Regions from separate parts of the Mus musculus genome. Here regions 1, 2, 3, 4 and 6 are each linked to region 5. The links are chromatin contacts, called in public HiChIP or PLAC-seq and promoter capture Hi-C maps. All regions are on one chromosome and are shown on one strand. Each heading gives the region's core, a stretch centred on a gene start, on an enhancer-like site or on the middle of the called end of the contact. The rest is flanking DNA. Distances are from core to core; before and after follow the strand shown.

Evidence for each region. Promoter capture Hi-C pulls out the DNA fragments that hold promoters and counts their contacts. HiChIP or PLAC-seq counts read pairs in DNA pulled down with a chosen protein or histone mark.
Region 1: a promoter capture Hi-C map of hematopoietic stem and progenitor cells shows a contact between it and region 5, with 4 times the contacts expected there. The contact joins the enhancer-like site here to the promoter of Mrps2 in region 5. A contact is called at or near these places in 15 of 39 promoter capture datasets (3T3-L1-derived adipocytes, the C10 cell line, the HPC-7 cell line and 11 more), 1 of 15 datasets of contacts at CTCF or cohesin (stem cell-derived epiblast-like cells), 11 of 115 datasets of contacts at active chromatin or transcription factors (astrocytes, bone marrow-derived macrophages, embryonic forebrain and 7 more) and 1 of 9 other capture datasets (embryonic stem cells).
Region 2: a contact with region 5 is called in a promoter capture Hi-C map of trophoblast stem cells, with 5 times the contacts expected there. The contact joins the enhancer-like site here to the promoter of Mrps2 in region 5. A contact is called at or near these places in 4 of 39 promoter capture datasets (the 3T3-L1 cell line, embryonic stem cells, hippocampal neurons and 1 more) and 1 of 115 datasets of contacts at active chromatin or transcription factors (bone marrow-derived macrophages).
Region 3: a contact with region 5 is called in an H3K27ac HiChIP or PLAC-seq map of epiblast stem cells, with 4 times the contacts expected there. The contact joins the enhancer-like site here to the promoter of Mrps2 in region 5. A contact is called at or near these places in 5 of 39 promoter capture datasets (the C10 cell line, the HPC-7 cell line, HPC-7-derived erythroid cells and 2 more) and 13 of 115 datasets of contacts at active chromatin or transcription factors (the 230-238 cell line, T-cell acute lymphoblastic leukemia, astrocytes and 7 more).
Region 4: a contact with region 5 is called in a promoter capture Hi-C map of liver. The contact joins the promoter of Med27 here to the promoter of Mrps2 in region 5. A contact is called at or near these places in 5 of 39 promoter capture datasets (the HPC-7 cell line, hematopoietic stem and progenitor cells, liver and 1 more).
Region 6: a promoter capture Hi-C map of hippocampal neurons shows a contact between it and region 5, with 4 times the contacts expected there. The contact joins the promoter of Rxra here to the promoter of Mrps2 in region 5. A contact is called at or near these places in 11 of 39 promoter capture datasets (the C10 cell line, the HPC-7 cell line, cranial neural crest and 7 more), 1 of 484 Hi-C or Micro-C datasets (cortical neurons) and 4 of 115 datasets of contacts at active chromatin or transcription factors (bone marrow-derived macrophages, embryonic stem cells, epiblast stem cells and 1 more).

The regions. Positions count from the first base shown.
Region 1 is chr2:27,920,962-27,923,939 of GRCm38.p6, reverse strand. It overlaps Col5a1 (collagen, type V, alpha 1), which reads right to left. Exons shown (of 66, transcript NM_015734.2): 2 at 1,756-1,923. Among named protein-coding and RNA genes, the nearest start is that of Col5a1, 36 kb to the right of the region's middle. Within about 2 kb of position 1,694, at least 12 of the 459 cell types and tissues checked have an H3K27ac peak or open chromatin away from gene starts, as enhancers often do. A contact at or near this core is called in hematopoietic stem and progenitor cells, where this site is marked.
Region 2 is chr2:27,719,070-27,722,253 of GRCm38.p6, reverse strand. All of the region lies in intron 1 of Rxra (retinoid X receptor alpha), which reads right to left. Among named protein-coding and RNA genes, the nearest start is that of Rxra, 43 kb to the right of the region's middle. Within about 2 kb of position 1,628, at least 28 of the 459 cell types and tissues checked have an H3K27ac peak or open chromatin away from gene starts, as enhancers often do. A contact at or near this core is called in trophoblast stem cells, where this site is marked.
Region 3 is chr2:27,738,746-27,741,777 of GRCm38.p6, reverse strand. It overlaps Rxra (retinoid X receptor alpha), which reads right to left. Exons shown (of 10, transcript NM_011305.3): 3 at 575-725; 4 at 1-14. Among named protein-coding and RNA genes, the nearest start is that of Rxra, 63 kb to the right of the region's middle. Within about 2 kb of position 1,352, at least 214 of the 459 cell types and tissues checked have an H3K27ac peak or open chromatin away from gene starts, as enhancers often do. A contact at or near this core is called in the HPC-7 cell line, astrocytes, bone marrow-derived macrophages and 5 more, where this site is marked.
Region 4 is chr2:29,345,310-29,348,137 of GRCm38.p6, reverse strand. Med27 (mediator complex subunit 27) reads right to left here and starts at 1,328. Exons shown (of 8, transcript NM_026896.5): 1 at 1,091-1,328. The coding sequence starts at 1,293.
Region 5 is chr2:28,466,516-28,469,748 of GRCm38.p6, reverse strand. It overlaps Mrps2 (mitochondrial ribosomal protein S2), which reads right to left and starts at 1,683. Exons shown (of 4, transcript NM_080452.3): 1 at 1,607-1,683; 2 at 1,390-1,506; 3 at 799-928; 4 at 1-326. The coding sequence starts at 1,649.
Region 6 is chr2:27,675,570-27,678,635 of GRCm38.p6, reverse strand. Rxra (retinoid X receptor alpha) reads right to left here and starts at 1,435. Exons shown (of 10, transcript NM_011305.3): 1 at 1,176-1,435. The coding sequence starts at 1,203.

The sequences.
Region 1 (2,978 bases), core at 445-2,944, 550 kb after region 5:
CTGAGGGCAGGCTGAAGACAGGCACTGTGCCTGTAATCCCACTGCTTGGGAGGTGGCAGCAGGAAGACTGGGAGTTCAAGGTCTCCGTAGCTGCTTGGCAAGTTCAAGGCCAGCCTCAACCTACATGAGATTCCGTCTCAAAAACAAAATATCAACAAACTAGTCAACTACCAAAAAAATATCCCCTATCATGTTACTTGGGAATCCACTCCATTTCCTGGGCTCAGCTACCTGATCCTGTGAGAATTCTTACCATAAGCCACCCAGGGAGAAGAGAGTGACAGATGGGGATTCTAGCTACCTGCTCGGCTAGCCCCCTTGTCTTGGGTGACAATGGTAAGAATACAAGCATCAGTGAGCTCTGTATAGCTCCTTGGGCTGGGAGCCTTTCTTTTCTGCAGCCATCCCCATTTCAGCTTCATCATCATCACCTCCAGCCCTCTGTTCCTGACTAGCAGACCCTTCCAGCCTGGGCCCAGGTCTCCATGGCTCCAATTTGGGAATTCTAACTCTTGGGCCACAAGACAGAAAAATTACAACTCTCTGAAAACAGATGAGACTGAGTGTTCTCAAGATGACCTCCCCCCCCCCTCTGCAAAAATGTTTTCTCCAAAAATAAGGCATAGAATCCATCCCTGCAGCCCCTCACAAGGAAGGGTGAGGTTCCCGTTTAGAAAGGGTCGTGGTGGGACATTTATCTTTACAGAAGAATTAGAGGGGCATCTGTGAGCCAGGGTGATTCTGCACTAAAGGTGTGCTCCTTGGAGACCCCAGGCTGCTTCCCCTGTGGCTGCAAGGAAGGTGCATTGCGCACGAGATCCATCCATCCAAAATGATACCTTGGACCAAAGCACCCAGCTTCTTCCTCAGCTGTAAAGTCACAATGACTCCAGAGCAATGCTGAGTGGAGGACAAACCCTGACAGAAGACCAGAAGTGCCAACACCGGGGGGGGGGGGGGGAGGCAAAAGCATCATCCAGGGACACAGTGGGGACATGAGGGACAGCACAGGTTGCTAAAACTGCCCAATTCTGGTTCAATGCTGCGGTCATATCCAGACCATAAAAGATTGAATGCAGACTTCTAATCGCAAAAGAGGAGTGTCTGGCTGACCTACCTCTTACTCAGGTCAACAGAGTCAGGGCACCTCAGGCTAAGCTGGCAGGCCCTCCTGAGGCAGGGGAAGAAGAATCTATCACCTGCCCACACTGAATAAACCCAGGGCACTTAGTACCAGTAGATGTGGTAGAGAGGAGCTAACTCCCCTTGTGGGTGAATCACTTAGATGCACGCCTCTGTCCAACATGGTGGCTCCCTCTGGATACATAATTAAAAGTAGATGTCTGGCACCTGGCAGCAGACGCTCATTAAGAATCTCTCAAGCTCGCTGCCAGCCAGGGTTCTGGACTTGTGTCTCTTAATGTCACTGGCCCCAGTTAGGATTATGTTCCCCAGTATAAGCCTTTCTTCTCCATGACCTAAGATCTCACTTCATCTCACCTCCTTTCTGTCCTTTCTCATGGTGGTCTGTCATTAATGTAAACATGCCTACTTGTATCCCATTTAGCACAGACAAGGCCTTGCGCACACACAAGTGGTGAGTGGGTGTTGGTTTCACTATAATGAGGAAGACTCACACAAAGCACACCCACGGCTCTGGCACAACCACCCACTCCGGCTTCCTCTTTGGCCCTGGCCAGAAGCCTGAAGTCCCCAGCACTCTGCCACCCAGAACAGGAATGAGGCACCTCTTACCAGGGTACAGCTGCTTGGTGGGCATGCTGAGCTGTGCATCTTTAGAGACTCGGTAGGCAACATCCGGCTCGCTGGAAGATCTTCGAGTAGCACAGAAACCTGTGGTTTTCGTTACCCCTGAGGGCAAATTGTGAAAATCTAGCATCTCCAGAAGATCTGCTGGCTGAGCTGCAAAGACAGAGAAGCTATGTCAGCCCCAAGATGGACACAACTGAGGGGCACCCCCAAAGAGAAGGTGAATCTTAGACAACTGAAACCAGCAAACATCTGGTGTTCAGAAGAGACTGAGGGCTTGCTCAGGAGGGACACGTCTTAGAAGTGGCTCTATCTCCAACTAGTTGCCCAGGTTAGAGCCTGGCCTCACCTACACCCTCTGAAAGCCCCCAAACTTCCTTGTTTTACAAACTGCAGGGACTTCTTACTCCACATCCTCACTTGCCTGAGTCACACAATCTCCACTTCTTCTCAGCAACACTGGAGATAGGTCTGTCACCTAGACGCAGCCAGGAAGCCTCAATAGCTCCAGCAATCTCTACGGGGCTGTTTCCAACATTGGAGTGATTGACAGCTTAAGAAACTGCCAAGCAACCTCTAGTCTCTGCACTGTCTTTGATGTCATTTCGTCCCCCATGTTCCCACAACAGCTTAGAGCAAATATCCGATTTCTGTCTGGTATCAAAAGATTTAGGCCTGAATACCCAGGTCAGGAGAATGCTTGCAGGACGTCCCTTTAGGAAAGCTTCTGACACCCCATCCTCTGGGAGCCACTCAGAGGACAGCAGAAGCTTGACCCTCTGACCCCTGAAGTGCAGGCGCTTCCTCAAGAGCTCAACAGTTGCCCCTGCATTGGTTAGCTGTGCCAACTTGACCTTGTAAGAGCGATTCAGTGAGGAACTGTTTATACTGAGTTGGCCCGTGGGCATGTCTATGAGGGGTAGGTCTTTAACTAGCTAATATGGGAAGACACAGCCCACTACAGGTGGCACCATTCCCTAGGCATGGGGTTGTGAAGAATAACAGTGAGGCGATCAAGCTGAACACAAGCAAGCAGGTGAGTGTGTGTTCCATTCATTTCCCTCTGCTCTTGACTCTGGATGTGATGTAACCAGATGTTTGAAGTCCCTGCCTTGACTTCCCCACAACAATGAGCTGTAACCTGGAATTCTAAGCTGAAACAAACTGCTTTCGTCTCTAAGTTTCTTTTCGTTGGGGTATTTTTGTCC
Region 2 (3,184 bases), core at 379-2,878, 750 kb after region 5:
TGCCTGGCTCCCCGGTAGACTTACCTCTCCCTGAACAGTGCCTACCTAAAGTCAATGTCCTTGTGGGCCCCACATACAGAAGGCCACATGACCATCAGCCATCAGGGCCCATCTGGTCCTGCCTGGTTGATCCCACATGGTCAATCTCTCTGGGTTTTCCCATCAAGGGTACCTTCTCCAAGAAGTCCTTCCTGATCCTCTTGGAAGACCCAGCTAGCCTCGAGATTGAAGACCATTTGGCAAACTGGGCCCATTTATCAGTAGCCACTAAGGTCTGGTCTCATGAACACTGCCCCAAAGGAGACTCCTTACTTCCTGTGACCACACAGCCCTGTCCAACCACATCTCAAGCAGGCTCCTACCTGGCTCCATCAAGTAGCTACAGGCAAGCCTTGGCCTGTCAGCCTGAGCCTCTCAGCTGCAGCCAACCCTGCCACCCCCACTTCAGGATCCAAGTGACTCACAGGGCCAGCACACCGCCTCTGGCCCACACCACAGGTATCCATGGAACACTCACCTGCCCGGGCTTGCTGCCGGTAGGCAGCAGCAGTGCCAAAGCCAAGCTTGGTCCACTGAGAGGCAAGACAGGAGATGGGAACCAGGATGCCCTGAACTCCACCCGGCCATCCAGTCACACAGACAGACAGAGGCTTCAGAAAAGGATTCCTGAAGGTCATTTTCAGGTAGGCTGGGGGCAAGGGGGAAAACACAACAGACAACTACGCACAGCACGACACTACATGCCCATGGACAGACCAAGAGAGCCGTAGTCCTGACTCTGAAGCTGAACAGCCTATGAGAACCACAGACCTTCCAGTGCCCAGAGGACATGGCCCTGAGGTGATGGAGTCTGCTCTGCATGCCTGTAGGCCTAGGGAACCTCCAACCTAGATCAAGGGAGATGCCGGCCCTCCCGCTGTGAGAGTCCAGCAAGTTTTGAGACTGAGGAAGCTCATATTGCTTCCCACAGTAGGGCAAGGCTGGCGTGCAGTCTAGCATAGGCCACAGGGAGGGAAGGCCCAGCAAGAGTTCCACTTTTGACCAGCCAGGGCCTGGTGTCCTTCCACTGAGACTGAGAAACCAAGATGTCCTGTATGTCTCCCAGGAATAAGGGAGGCTAGGGACACAGTGAACCCTAGCTGTACAAGTAGCATCTGTAACCCAGAACCAGACACTGGCTCAGACCGGTGGGGGCTGCTCCCATCCCAGGGCCCAGTCATAGACCCCACAGATGGCAGAGTGAAGCACACCCTCTCACAGTACCTCAAAGTACCTCAGCCCTGGCCTGAGAACCCACTGAGCAGCCTGCTTCCTCTCACACTGGTCACTGCTCACAGTCCCATTTATCTTCCAACATCATGCTAAGATGACTAGACTTTTGCCCAGAGTTATAGGTACAATTAAGGTGGGCTCAGGATTCTGCAACCCTGGGAATATCCAGGACATGGAACAGACTCCTGAGGTGTGGGGGCTACTCTCATCCAATCCTATGAAGGAGCATAGGGTGCAATCTGAAGGAGAAATCAAAGGGAAGAAGTGAGATGGGACACAACCAAGCAAAGACAAGCAGGCCCAACAGGGGACAACATGACATCAGTCCTGCTGTGCAGAGGTGTGGCCAAGGTGGAAGGGCCCTCAGGCTGGGCTGAGGGATCTGGATGGAAGTCACAGAACTAAGCCAGCAGGCAGGTGACCTGGCTGAGTTGCATCTGCTAGCCAGTGGACAGATGCAGAAAAGACACATGAGGACAAATGAGAGACTCTGTCCTCACCTGGACATAAAGCAGGGCCTCTCTCTGGCCAGGACGTGGGCAGAGAGCAGGATAATCTGACTTGAGGAAACAACAAAATCACAGCCAGGATCCCTCTAAGCAAAAGGCCACAGCCAGGCTGGGAGGACTCTGGAGGCAGGGTGTAAGATGGCATCTTGGAGCCTGTGGCTTGTGGACTCCTACTTATCAAATGTTGCATAGAGCCAACGCCCCCTCTCTGTGGCCAGGTCCACTGAGCTTGGTGACCTACCATCTGAAGACCAACTTAATGGTAAGGGCTATTGCCGTGGTTCTTGTGACCCACAGGAATTTGGAAATGGGGGCCAAGGCCTGTTTTCTGGGCACACTGGAGTTTAGCTCTTACTAAGGTGGCAAACATTCATGTCCCTAAAACCCACGGGGCCACAGGCCTAGGCCACTTCTCCCTGTTCCACTTCTGAACACAGGAAGTGTAAGTGGAGAATCCAGGAGTAGGGCCCTGCACATAACACACCACAGCTGTCTGGGCTTCCAGATGCTGGGTTCATTGGAAAGCATGCACCACTATCCCTGAGATGACAAGTCCTCAGTACTCCGTTGGATGGCCAGGCGCTCCTGAAAGGGCCTCACCAGCTCTCCTCCCCGGCCTGGCCCTGAACCAGGATTCCTGCTGGGTTTGCTTCTAATCCCATCAAAGTCATTGAAAGCCTGCTCCCCGCCCTCAGCCCCGCCCTGGCCCGTGCAGCCACCTCTCCCGAGGGTAGCAGCTTACATAGGCCTAGCCTGCACCAATGCCAAGCTGCACGCCAGGGCTTCCGCCAGCCTGGGTGGCCAGTGCCACCTCCAACTCAACTCAAATCAGCACCAGACCCTTCTCCCGTACAGGAAGGCTCTTCACTGGAGAATCTGACAAAGTTCAACACATCTGTGAAACACCCTGATACTTTACTGATAGCCTCTGCCTTGCTCCATCTGGGAGGGCAGGACAGTCCAACCAAGGGCAACATAGAGGGCAAAGGTGGAGAGTCAGACGTGGATGGAGTTCTGAAGTCCCCTCACTCTCTAAAATCCAACAGTGTGTTGCCCAGGTCACAAAGACTTGCTGTTCAGTTTCAGCAGCTGAGATCCTGATCCTAGTTCTAGATCTGGTGGCACCCACTGTAGAGGACTTCATCAGTGGACACAGGAATATCCTGCCCAAGGGTGTGACCTGTCACCTCCAGGGAACTCCAGCAAACACACTGCAGCAACCATAACCCAGAATCATGTATTCAGAGAGCAGTCATCATGGCATTGGTTCTGGCAGCCCACTGCCAACCGCGCTGCAAGGACCTATAACTGGACCCATTCATACAAGAAAGAAAACAAGAATGAAGTTACATCTTGAACTTCGGCAGCTTCCCTCCCAGTCTCAACGGGACTAAAAACCCACT
Region 3 (3,032 bases), core at 103-2,602, 730 kb after region 5:
CCCATAGTGTTTGCCTGCAGGGTGGGGGTAGAGGATGGGTGAACTTAATGACAAGGCCCTCTCTCACCCACGTGTCATGCTGCAGACCAGGGCTCTGTATCCAGGTTTTAGAGTCCTTGTCTGGGCTCAGGCTGGACTCTGATCCTCCCTGTTCATCAGAGAACAGGTCCACCGCTACTACAGATTGGCGCTATGGGTCAGCAGCCCTGAGCACAGCATCCCCAACAATGGTGGTCTTGTGCTCTCTGTGCCTGAGCTATTGTGCCCTGGAAGAGGATGGGCACTATTCTCGGCTCAGGCTTGGCCCAGAGTGGAGGCCAGCAGACACTGCACCTCAGCCATCCATGCCTACATCTTCTCTTGGCATACCTCTAGACCACCCTTCCCATCCTAATGTCCACCTCACTTGAGGACAAAATGAGACCCCTGGAGCTCCCAACCCACCCCTTATTCTATCAGGCACAAGGGGCTACCCTGGGCTCTTGCTTCTCTGTACCCAACCCAATGGAAAAAGCTAGGGAGACTCAGTGAGCTGTGCCCAGGTATTGTGCCCCTGCCCACCAGGCATTCCTACCTGAGGAGCGGTCCCCACAGATAGCACAGATGTGCTTGGTGAAGGAGGCCATATTTCCTGAGGGATGGGCAGGAACCTTGAGGACGCCATTGAGGCCTAGTGGCGGCTTGATATCCTCAGTGCTGCTCACAGGGTTCATGGGTGAATTGAGCTGCAAGAGGAGGAGTGGGGTAGGTTAGCCCTGGCAGGCTGGGGATGGGCACTAATGAGAGCGGGGTCTCCTACAAGGAAAAACTCCCCTCTACAGAGCCTCACTCAGGCCAGAACAGCTACAAGCTAACAGGACCATCCTCAGAGTACCCCCTCATGAGAGCCAGGCCACTGCAGGGTACCAAAGTCCTTACATCTCAGTGATCCCAGCACTCTCGGCACCATACAAGAGGCTCACTTACTCCCCACCACCCACCAAGGAGCTACAGCTGCCATTTAACAATGTGCCATGGGCCCTGGACACATGAGAGCCCGGGCACTCGGCACTCCCCCACCACCCGGGTGAGGACAAGAGGCCCAGGTTCAGGGCTGCAATCAGGCTGGACTCCTCCAGAGTCACACATATCCCCACCACCCTGCATGACAGTGGTATCTGGGGGCAGAACAGGAGAGGAAAGCAAGTGGACACCCCAGACATCAAGCCATAGGGCCCATGTGGCTATCTTGGCCTCAGCACACCCCTCGCCTCTCCCTGCCCGCTGGCCGCCAGGGGCAAGCGTGGGAAACTCACCCTGTCACCCAGGCAACAGCTGCAGCGTCGCAATGACACAGCAGTTTTGGTTCCGCAGCCTCCAGCCTAGCTCTGCAGTAAGCACAGGGCCCAGAGGCGCTTCCCTCAGCCTGCCTATCTGCCAGGGCGTCAGAGCCCGGCTGGGTAGTCCCCCCACTTCTGAAAACCCCTGACAACGGCAGAAAGCCAGCTGTACAGTCCGCACTGGCCTTGTATAGCCCCTGCTGCCCCCCTGCAAGGGGAACCTCCCCGCCTTCCTCAGGGCCTCCTGCCCCATCCCCCACCCCTTTCTCACGGGGCAGGAAAAGAGCAGATTCTGCAGCCCTAGCTGGCCGGCACTGTGACACAGACTGTGAGGTTCAGCAAGGATACCTCATCCCGGTTAGCTTTAGGGGGGCTGCTGGGGAGCCTGGAGATCCACACAGAGAACCAACTCTGAGTGTGTCAGAGGGGGTTGTCAGGACGTGGAAGGTCTTAGCGGCAGGCAGGCCATCTCACTGCAGAAGAGAGCAGCAGTCCCTGTGGTGTTCACTGGCTGAAGGCCCTATGTAGGAATCCTGGGGCGGCAGGGAGACGGGCGGCAGGGAGACAGCCGGCTTTTGCTGGCAAGACTGTACATCCCTCCACTCCACTCACTGTATGGGAAGCCTAACCCTGCAGGTTTCTGGAGGTCTTGGCTCTGGGCAGAATAAACAGCTTGGGGCCCGTGAAACCTGATGTCAGGGCAGAGCAGAGGTTGATCTGTAGCACCGAGCCGGCCCCCACCCCCACCCTGGCCCCGAGAGCTCCACAGTAGGCAACGTGGGAACCCGTGACTTGGAAGACGATTTCTTTGCCCTTCCCAGATTTGAGCTGACGGACCAGGACAGTTTCTATTCTTTCCTTCCTCAGCATCCCCCACGAACCACAGCCCCATCGTCCTGGGTACTTCTGACCCATCTTTCAGGAGACCCAGGACTGGGCAGCCCTCGCTGGAGCCCGAAGACTCCCTGGGTGGGGGCCATCCCATTTCCCCTTTCATATCCTTAGCATTTATTTCAGTTCCACCCCATCACTACTGCACCTGGGTCCCCACCTATCTCTCAGGCACCCTGTCTTCCACTCCTACCTCACCCTGTCCTCCCAAGCCCACTCAGATGAGCTATCCAGAGCAGACCTGCTCTCATGCACTGCACGCTCCCCACAGCCCCGTTCCCCATCTGCCTGGCTATAGCCATCATGAAACACACGCTTACAAAGTCACTGCAGTTCCCACAGTGCGAGATCCTCCCCGTAAATCAGGACAATCAGAGGCCTTGATGCCTTGCTCTCTACATCTGGGCAGTCAGAAATGCTTCCCAGTTGTAAATTACCCAGGGAAGCCAGCATGGACAGACAGACAGTGGGGTCTGGGAAGTAGTGGGGAGCATCCCACTGGGCCCTGTCTTAGTAGAGCCCCCAAAACACATGAGCCACATCAATGGCTTGGGCACCGGGTGGCTGTGGCCTGACATAGCAAGGAACCTCATGGAGCCGAGAGCCAAGAGGGGTCAACACTGAAGCCAGGGAACTATGGAGATCAGCTCTTCATTTACCCTCACTACTCATGGCTTCCAGAGCTAGCAAGGGTACAGAGAAGCTATGATAAAAAAGAGCATGGCCATGCCAGGGGAGGTGGCTGCATGATCAGGCCTGCTTCATGCCTGCACACAGGCAGTCATGCCAGCAGCACCTCAGGCCTTCTGTCTGCTTCTGAAA
Region 4 (2,828 bases), core at 79-2,578, 880 kb before region 5:
CAGATTTCTGAGTTTGAGGCCAGCCTGGTCTACAGAGTGAGTTCCAGGACAGCCAGGGCTATACAGAGAAACCCTGTCTGGGGGGGGGGGGGAGACCTCAAGTCCTTCCATTCTAATTTCTAAGACAGGAAGAAAACACAAGTTCAGGCACAGAAGACATGCCTACTAAACTGTGTGTGGTGGCACACACCTTTAATCCCAGCAGATTAATCCAGAGAGGCAGAGGCAGGAGGATCTCTTGTGAGTTTGAGGCCATCCTGGTCTACAAATTGAATTCCAGGACAACCAAGACTGTTACCCTGAGAATCCCTGTCTCAAAATCCAAAGTGCCTTCTATGCATGGCATCTGAGTAATGTCTTCTCAGCAAACTCTTAATACACTAATGATGTAAAAGGAGTCCCGTGAGGGAAATATGTAATCCCCAATTATTAGGGGTTAACCTGCTCAAACATTCCTTTCCCGTTGTAGTGAACTGAGTCCTCTGAAACTGAACCTAAATAAATTCTTCCTCTTAAACATCCTAATAGATGTAAGACTGTATCTCTCGAGAAAAGAGCTAAACAAAAGGAATGATGGTGACTGGCAGTGAGGAGCAGGTGGCTTCGGAGGGGAAATGGAAAGAGGCAAAGGTAACGGAGGTAGTCTGAGAATGAGGTGAGGTGGAACTGATGAATTCTAGGCTCTGAGGATGGGAACTGGAGCTCATCGGATCGAGAGGTACGTAATTGGGCCTGGGACAGTGTTGATGGGGAGACTGGCCCGATGTGATGGAGCCCAAGGAAAAGGTCTGATAAGATCGACGAGGTGGAAGTTCCTGAGAAGAGGTTTCCTCATCAGATAGGACCACTACAGCGGGAACCGAGGACCACAGATGACAACCAGGACGAAATGGCCAACAGAATGAATACTAGGTAACGGGACGGGAGACAAGGAGTCCCTGAGAGGCTGACTAGGACCGGGAGATGAGCGAAAGTGACAGCGGACTGTGAATAAAGGAGAGAGGCCCGTGACTGGGCAGACTGGCGCGGGATCCGGGCGGGACAGGTGCCAGAAGGGTCCTCAACCCCGATCCTTTCAGCCAGTACCTACTTGAGGTCCCGGTTGACGGAATGCAAGTTGTCCTGGAAGTTCGCGATGAAGGCCTTCTCGCGGCCCTCCAGCGTCTCTTTGTTGCGCATGCCATCCTTAAGGCAGTCGAAGACCCTACTCACGCTAGAGCGTAGCGCCTGGATGGCGCTAATAGCCTGCGAAAAGGCCTCCAGGTTCACACCAACGCTCAGCACGTCCGCCATGTTGCAGCTGTCACAGCCGGCTTTCCAGAGTCCACAGCCTGAGCGGCGCGCGGCGCTTCGTGATGACGTTGTCCTAGGAGGGTATTGGGATGTGTAGTTTGCGACGTGGCTCCCATCCAGGAAGCTCTAGCGAACTTGGAAAAACAGCGCCAGTCTGACTGAATGAGAGAGTTGACCACAAGTTATGATCTCCATCTAGGGAAGTCATTTTGTCCTCTCCTTTTGCTTAATAGTGAATGACAAAGAAATGCAGAAGCCCACTGTGTATCTCCAAAATTTGAACAGTCACATAGGAATTTCTCAAAACAATAAAATGTCCCCAGAGTACATGAATGAGTCCATATTCATAAATAAAGGGGAAGAACTCTCTTACCTGTAGTAAAATGCCAACACATAAATGAAGGCAGAGTGATACAAGAAAACTGCCACTTGGCAGCCTAAATAATTGGTTAAGGTATGAATCAATTGATGTTTTTTCGAAACAGCAAGGTATTCTATATAGTTTCAAAACGTTTTTCTTTATGAAACTTAAAAGGAAATAGAAAACATTTGGGCTACATGAGGACCTGTGTCCAAAAAGTAAATTAACAATAATAATAATAATAGAAATTATGGTATGTGTCCAAAAGAATTGAAAGCAGTGTCTAAATGAGATGTTTGTACTTCCATATCCACCGCAACCTCATTCACTATAGTCAAGTGTGAAAGGAGCCAGATATCTACCAACGTATAAGCAAATAAGCAAAATGTGATTATATATGATACAAATTGATATATACTGTGACATCAAAATGGACAATATACCTTTCAAGTTAATGGAAGATCAAAACAGGGAAAATAGACCTTGCAGCTTAGGGGATCTGTTTGCAGTTAAGACAGTTAAGAATAAGTTCCTCTGTCCTGTGCAGGCTAAAGTTTCTGTTTGTAATTAAAGAATAAGTTCTATTTGCCTCATGTTAAGTCCTTGCAAGTTAGGGTTTTTATTTGTAATTAAGAATAAGTTCCTGGGACTAGAGAGATGGCTCAACGATTAAGAGCACTGACTGCTCTTTCAGAGGTCCTAAGTTCAATTCCCAGCAACCACATGGTGGCTCACAACCATCTGCAGTGGGATCAGATGCCCTCTTCTGGTGCATCTGAAGTCAGCTACAGTGTACTCACATACATAAAATAAAAATAAATCTTAAAAGAAAAAAAAAAGAATAAGTTCTTGTTCTTTTTGTTTGGTTTGTTTTTGTTTGGTTTTTCGAGACAGGGTTCCTCTGTGTAGCCCTGACTGCCCTGGAACTCACTCTGTAGACCAGGCTGGCCTTGAACTCAGAAATCCACCTGCCTCTGCCTCCCAAGTGCTGGGATTAAAGGCGTGTGCCACCACTGCCCTGCCAAGTTCTTGTTCTTTAGGTAAGCTGCAAAACACGTTTTCAACCTCTACACTAAACTCGTGACCACATTCACTAGATGAGCATCCCTCCCCTTGTTCCTCCCTTTCATTGCATCTTTCTAACAGTCGTCTGTGTGAGCACTCTCCTATAAAA
Region 5 (3,233 bases), core at 434-2,933:
CAGCCACATGGGGTTCAAAGACATTGTTGAGTGTGTGCAGAAAGATGATGAGGTCTGGTAGGCGGACTGAAGGCCCAAAGAGGAGTTGTGCGTTAGTCAGCAAGCCACCCTTGAAGTAGCGGGTGTGGGCGTACTCCCCACAGGCCTGGGCTGTAGTCTCAATTAAGTGAGAGAACTGACGATTCCGGCTCACAAACAGAATGATGCCCTTGCGGTAGGCCACGTGCGCGGTGAAGTTCAAAGCCAGTTGGAGATTCAAGGCTGTCTGATCCAGATCGATGATATCTTGGCCCAGGCGGTTCCCAAAGATGTACGGCTCCATAAACCTGCCAAAAAACCCCCAGGGTAAACGGACCCGTGTGCGTGGAGCTGCCCTGCCCCTTCCACAGCCACCTACCTACCAGCCACCCAGGCTCTTACATTTACCAACTCCCACTACTCCTGCCTAGGGAGTGATGGGCTGGGGACACAGGTGTGGACTTGCGCACAGACAATCAGGTTTGTGGCTCAACCTGTCCCACCTTCTCCCTGTGGAGATTTGAGAACCAACTGCAGATAAACATGAACCCAACCAAGGTGCTCTGCCCAGTTTAACTCTCTAGGGCCACTTCTGTTCTATACAGCAGGTCCTCTCCACCGGGCTCCCCCGCCTGCCATGACCCTCAGTTTTCACCCTGTCTGTGAACCAGCATCAATACTAGCACTGCACTTGGTGTTGCCGCAGACACCCCCACCCTGCCCCCACTTCCAACCCTGACCCAACTCCACCACTCTGCCCACACGGCCTGTGCCAACTACCTATGGCGGCAACCAGCTTTATGTCCCAGGTGTACTCGGGCCTCGAAGAGGCTCTTCACAGAAAACAGCTCCTTGACATTGAAGAAATCCGAATGCTGTAATGGCGTATCTAGGATCCTGCTCTGGAAATCTGAAAAAGAGAGTAAGGGCAGACACTGTGGCCCATCACCAACCAACCAAAGACTCACCAGTCTCCTGGGAGTGGGAAACTCAAAGCTGTGAGGAAACGCCAGGAAAGATCTGGAAGACACAGGGGCATTTTTGCAACACCGAGGGACTAGTGTCAAGGTCTAAAGTGACTGTGTGCGGGGAAAACCTGGCCAAGTCCTCTTCCCTTAATCTCCACAGATGTAAGAGGAAAACGAACCAGGGGCCTCGTTGACTTCGGGTGCCTTAAACGCCCCTCCAGAAGACCAGCAAGATGGACAGATACAAAAGTAAGTCTTCACGGGTTTCGAGAGCTACCAGGCCACAGGGGTTCTATCTCCCTCCCACCACACTTAGATTGGTACTGGGTTCCTTTGGGGACCCTGCAATGACAACCTCTCCACGATTCCGCGCCCCGGCCCAGCTCCACCCGCTGATCTTTACCGTCGCCATCCTGGGGCTCGCTGACTGCGGGGACCGGGGCTCCCGTGACCTTCCTACCATTCTGCTCCGCAGGGCCCGGGATCGCCTTCTGCAGGAAACCTGGCCAGCGCCGCACACCTGCGGGGAAAGAGCCGGTGGGGGCGCGTCCAACCCTCGTCCCTGTCCTCCCCTCTCGGATCCCCGGGTTCCCCCCATCTCCGAGATTCACCGCGCTCACCTGCACACAGCAGCCGGGTCAGCACGGCCGGAGCGGGCGCCATGGCGGGCGCGTGGACAGAGATCCTGCAGAGACTCTTCCTGCCCGGCAGAGCGCCTCCTCCTCTGAGCGCGCGGGGTCGCAGCGCCGCTTGCTGGCCCGGAGGACCCTCTCCGCTGTGCACCGCTCGCTGCGCCCGCATCCTTGTAAATGGGCGAGTTGGCACTGTGACCAGTGGTCTGCACTCAGCTGGGACGTGGGGCTGAGCTAGAATGAGCGACCTCTCACCCACAGCTCGTTCCTCTCGATAAAATTACAGCATCCTCTGGAGGAGGCGACCCTCTTGTTCAAATTGGTTTTTAGAGGTTGTTTTTAGGGTTGCTGTTTTTTTTTGTTGTTGTTTTTGTTTTTGTTTTTGTTTTGTTTTGTTTTGTTTTTCCTGAGACCCGGTTTCTCCGTAGCCTTGAGCCTTGACTGTCATGGTATTCGCTATGTAGACCAGGTTGGCTTGAACTCAGAGAGCAACCCGCCTCTGCCTCTGGAGAGCTGAGATTGAAGGCATGCCCTACCACCGCCCCGTTTATTGTTTGTTTTATAAGTGCATTAAAAAAAACTATTTATTTTATGTATATGAATACACTGTGACTATCTTCAGACACACCAGAAGAGGGCATCAGATCCCATTACAGATGGTCGTGAGCCACCATGTGGTTGCTGGAAATTGAACTCAGGACCTGTGGAAGAGCAGTCAGTGCTCTTAACTGCTGAGTCGTCGCTCCAGCATGCATTTTTTTTATTTTTTAACATTTGTTTTAGTTTTACTTATTTTTTGCCTACATGTATGTATGTGTACCTTGTGAGTGCCTTGTCCCTGTGGAGAGCAGGTGTCTGACCTCCAGGAACTAGAGTTAAAAGTGTTTATGAGTCACCTTGTAGGCTCTGGGAGTTGAATCCAGGTTCCCTACAAGAGCAATGAATGCCCTAAATTGCTGAGCCATCTCTCCATCCCCAAATTACATTAAACTATGACGACAACAACGATGACATTGACAATGATGACGACGACGATGACAGCAACAACAACAACAACAATCTCCCTGACTGGCCAGACATTCATAGAGATCTGACTGCCTCTGTCCCCTGGGTGTTGGAATTATTGGTGCACACCACCACACTGTGCCCTAAGTAATTTTTTATTGTTTGTTTTAAAATTACTATTTATTTTTATTATTGTTGTTAAGACAGGGTTTCACTATATACTCCTGACTGGTCTAGTACTCTCTTTTTAAATCAGGCTGGCCTCGAACTCAGAGATCTGCCTCCTGGCATTGCGCTAGCACGTCATTAATGCTGAACTATGTGCATGGTTCACAAGATCATTTTTTATATTTCACCAATATATGGCCTAGGATTCCCTAAATTTAGCAGCACCTCACATCTAGATTTAGGCTGAGTTGTGGGGGTATTGGGTGATAGAGGCCATGGCCAGGACAGTAAACGACAGACTTGTACTTGCTCAGGCAGAGATTGGAAGCACCTAATTCCTGCCTATTGGCTGGTGAAATCCCAGGTTCTAAGGTTTCATTCGTCCAGGATCTGCCTCCTAGTGCATTTTGGGACGATACAAGGATGTTCCCACAGTCCCAGA
Region 6 (3,066 bases), core at 186-2,685, 790 kb after region 5:
CTGTCTCTATCACTACTCATAAGGATGGAGAGTCTGAAGCTGTGACACACTTGTAACACAACCCCAGTCACTTTGCAGCAGACCTGTTTGTGAGAAGGCTGGAGGTTAAGGAGGTACCACCTCCCCAAATCACCAAAAGTCCTGGCAACCATGCTGGGTTCTGATCACCCCTCAGGGTAGCCAAAATGCATCCCAAACCTCATAGGGGGTGGGAGGCAAAGAGGCAATGATCATCGTGGAGCTTCGTCCATAATCTGCTGTCCTGATTTCCAATCAGCACAAATTCTTCACCAGCCTGACAGCCTGGCTGCTGTCCTCACCACCAAATTAATATCTTTCCCGGAGCTCATTTATAAGTCTCCCTACCCTGCTTCCCTCTGGCTCCCAAACCCCAGGGAGAGTAATGAGTGGGGGGCTCTGACCCTGCTTGGTTCTACTCCGGGAGTTGGCAGGCTGTTTGGGGCTGGGTGCTGCTGGCGGGAGGGTTGCAGGACAAGAAAATGATCCTTCTGCCGATGGGTTGTCTCCCCTAAATACTGAAAACTAGGGGTGCCAGAGTGTGGGGCCCCAGTCCTGGGTTTAATCAGAGACCCAGAGTGACCGTGCCCACCTAGGTTTGGTCTGCTGTCGGGGAACGGCAAGATCGCAGACTCTATCCTGGGCAAAGAGACAGCCAGGGGCCAGCGGCCTTCTCCAAGCCACAGCCCGACGAGCCGGGAAGAGCAGTGGCCTCCCGGAGCCCAGCGCGTCGTCCCCATCCCAATGCCAGGGAGGCCCGGAGCCCTCCAGCGAGCTCAGAAGTTGCTCCTCCGGCGTGGCTCGGTTCCCGGATAGCTAGAGCTGGGCGCCCCGGGGGTCCGCGGAAGCGCGAGGCGCAGCGTGAGGGTCCCTCTCCACGTCCCGAGCGAACCTGCGCTCGCGCCAGCCCGCCGCCCACTCCCGCTCCTCGGCAAGTCAGAGGCCCGGCGTCCTCGCCCTCTCCCGCCGCGCGCCTGGGCCCGGGAAAAGTTGCCCTGTGCCCACTCGCCTCCCCGGGCCCGGCGCGCTAACTCTCGGTACCGCCACGGCTCGGGGCCAATGGGCCCGGCCGGACCCCCAGCGCGCGCTGCGCACGCGCCCCCGCCCCGCCAGCCCCGGCCCCCTCCCTCGCCCGCGCCGCCGCGGCCAGCACTCACCGAGCGGCAGGAAATGTTTGGTGTCCATGTCTGCGACTAACTCATGCCCAGCCGGCGGCGGAGCAGCAGGGCGGCAGCGCGGCGGCCCCCGGCGCGGCCCGCCCGGGGCCCGGGCGGCGGGGAGCCGGCGGCGGCAGCGGCGGCGGCGGCGCGCGGAGGCCGCGGCGCGGCGAGTTGTTGCAAAAGTCGCCCAACAATGTAAACTACTTGTGCCTGCGCGCGCCCCGCGCGCGCACCCGCCGCCCGCGCCTCCGCCGCGCGCCCGCGACCCGCTCCGGCCCGGCCTGCAGCGGGGCGGGGGGGTGGGGGGGGAGCGGCGGGGGGCCCGCGACGGGCGCGGACTCGGCGCAGCGCCGTCGCCGCCACTCGCCCCGCCCGCAACCGGTGCGCGCCCCGCCCGCCGCTGCCGCCGCCGCCGCCACCACCACGGCCACCCCGCGCTCGCAGCCCGGCCCCGAGTTGTGAGCGCCCTGCAAACTTGCAAGTTTGCATCTGCCAAGGGTTCCCAGGAGCCGTGGGGCGGCGGCGTGGGAGGAGGGCGGGGCGGTGGGGTAAAGCAGCCTTCCCTTCCCGGCTGCCCAAAAACCCGGCGGCCCGCGGTGGTGGTGGAGGAGGAGGAGGAGAGCCGGGCCGGGAGGAGAGCCCCGCGGCCGGGCCATTGTCTGCGCGGACACACAAAGAGGCCGGCCGTGGCCGCGCGAGGACCCTGGTCCTGCAAGGCTCCCTGCAGAAGAGCCGAGGCCCTGCGCATCCCGGTGGACACATGGGGAAACTGAGGCCGGTGAAGGGCCGTGAGCCAGAGGCAAGCAGCTGGGCAGGGAGATGCTGCCCTTTGGACGTCCCAGTCCCCTTCACCTAACACGCGAGAGGCCCAAAAAGGACCCTGGTGTCTGACCGCAGGCCAGACAGGCAGAGGGGGGCTGGGGTGCTGCTCGGGGTACCCACGTTAACACGACGGCTCTCACCCTCCTCAGAGGCGCGGGGCTTGAAGGGCGCTACTGCCGGCTTCGGACATCACCCGTGGCCCCAGGCTATTTTTATACCTTGGTTAGCTCTCTGCCCTGACTTAAATTCATGATTTGTTTGTTTAAAAACGAAAGGAAGCACTCCTACCCAGGGAGAGCCTGGGCCTCCTCCGCAACCCGCCCGCCGACTTGGGCAGCTGGAATTCGGATTTGGGTGTGAGCTACCTGAGCGGAGCCAAGCCAGCCTCCCTAAGCGCAGAGTTCCCCCTGCGCCAAGCCAGGCAACCGGCAGTCCCGCCTCCCTCCACTCCCAGCTGGTGCCTGCCAGACCAAAATCCAGCGTGGAGGCCCTGGCAGAGGGGTTTACCAAAGTCCACAGGCTGCACAGAGTAGGTGCTGCCCAAAGAGAACACCTCCCCTCAAGACAAAAAAGAAAGCTCTGCGTGGGCCCACTACCACCGTCCTCCAGGACTGCACTTTTTCTCTGTAAAAAGCAATAGTTGGCCGAACTTGGTGGCACACGCCTTTAATATCAGCACTCGGGAGGCAGAGGCAGGCGGATTTCTGAGTTTGAGGTCAGCTGGTCTACAAAGTGAGTTCCAGGACAGCCAGGGCTATACAGAGAAACCCTGTCTCAGAAAAAAAACAAAAAACAAAAACAACAAAAAAAGCAATAGTTGTGGGACTCTATCTTAAAGATGTCTTTTAGCAGCCTACCAGAAAAGCTATAGACCTGTCTTAGAGAAAGGCCATGTCTGGTCCTCCTATGTGGGCTGGGAAACAAAATGGGGTTGCTAATGCCTTGGGTTGCACTACAAACCAGGCCTCCTTTCCCAGGTCATCACCTGGGAGTTCCCTTAGTGTGGCACACAACTTGGGGTGCTTCTGGTAGTGCCTGCATCAGGTAGCACAGCTCCATTGGACCC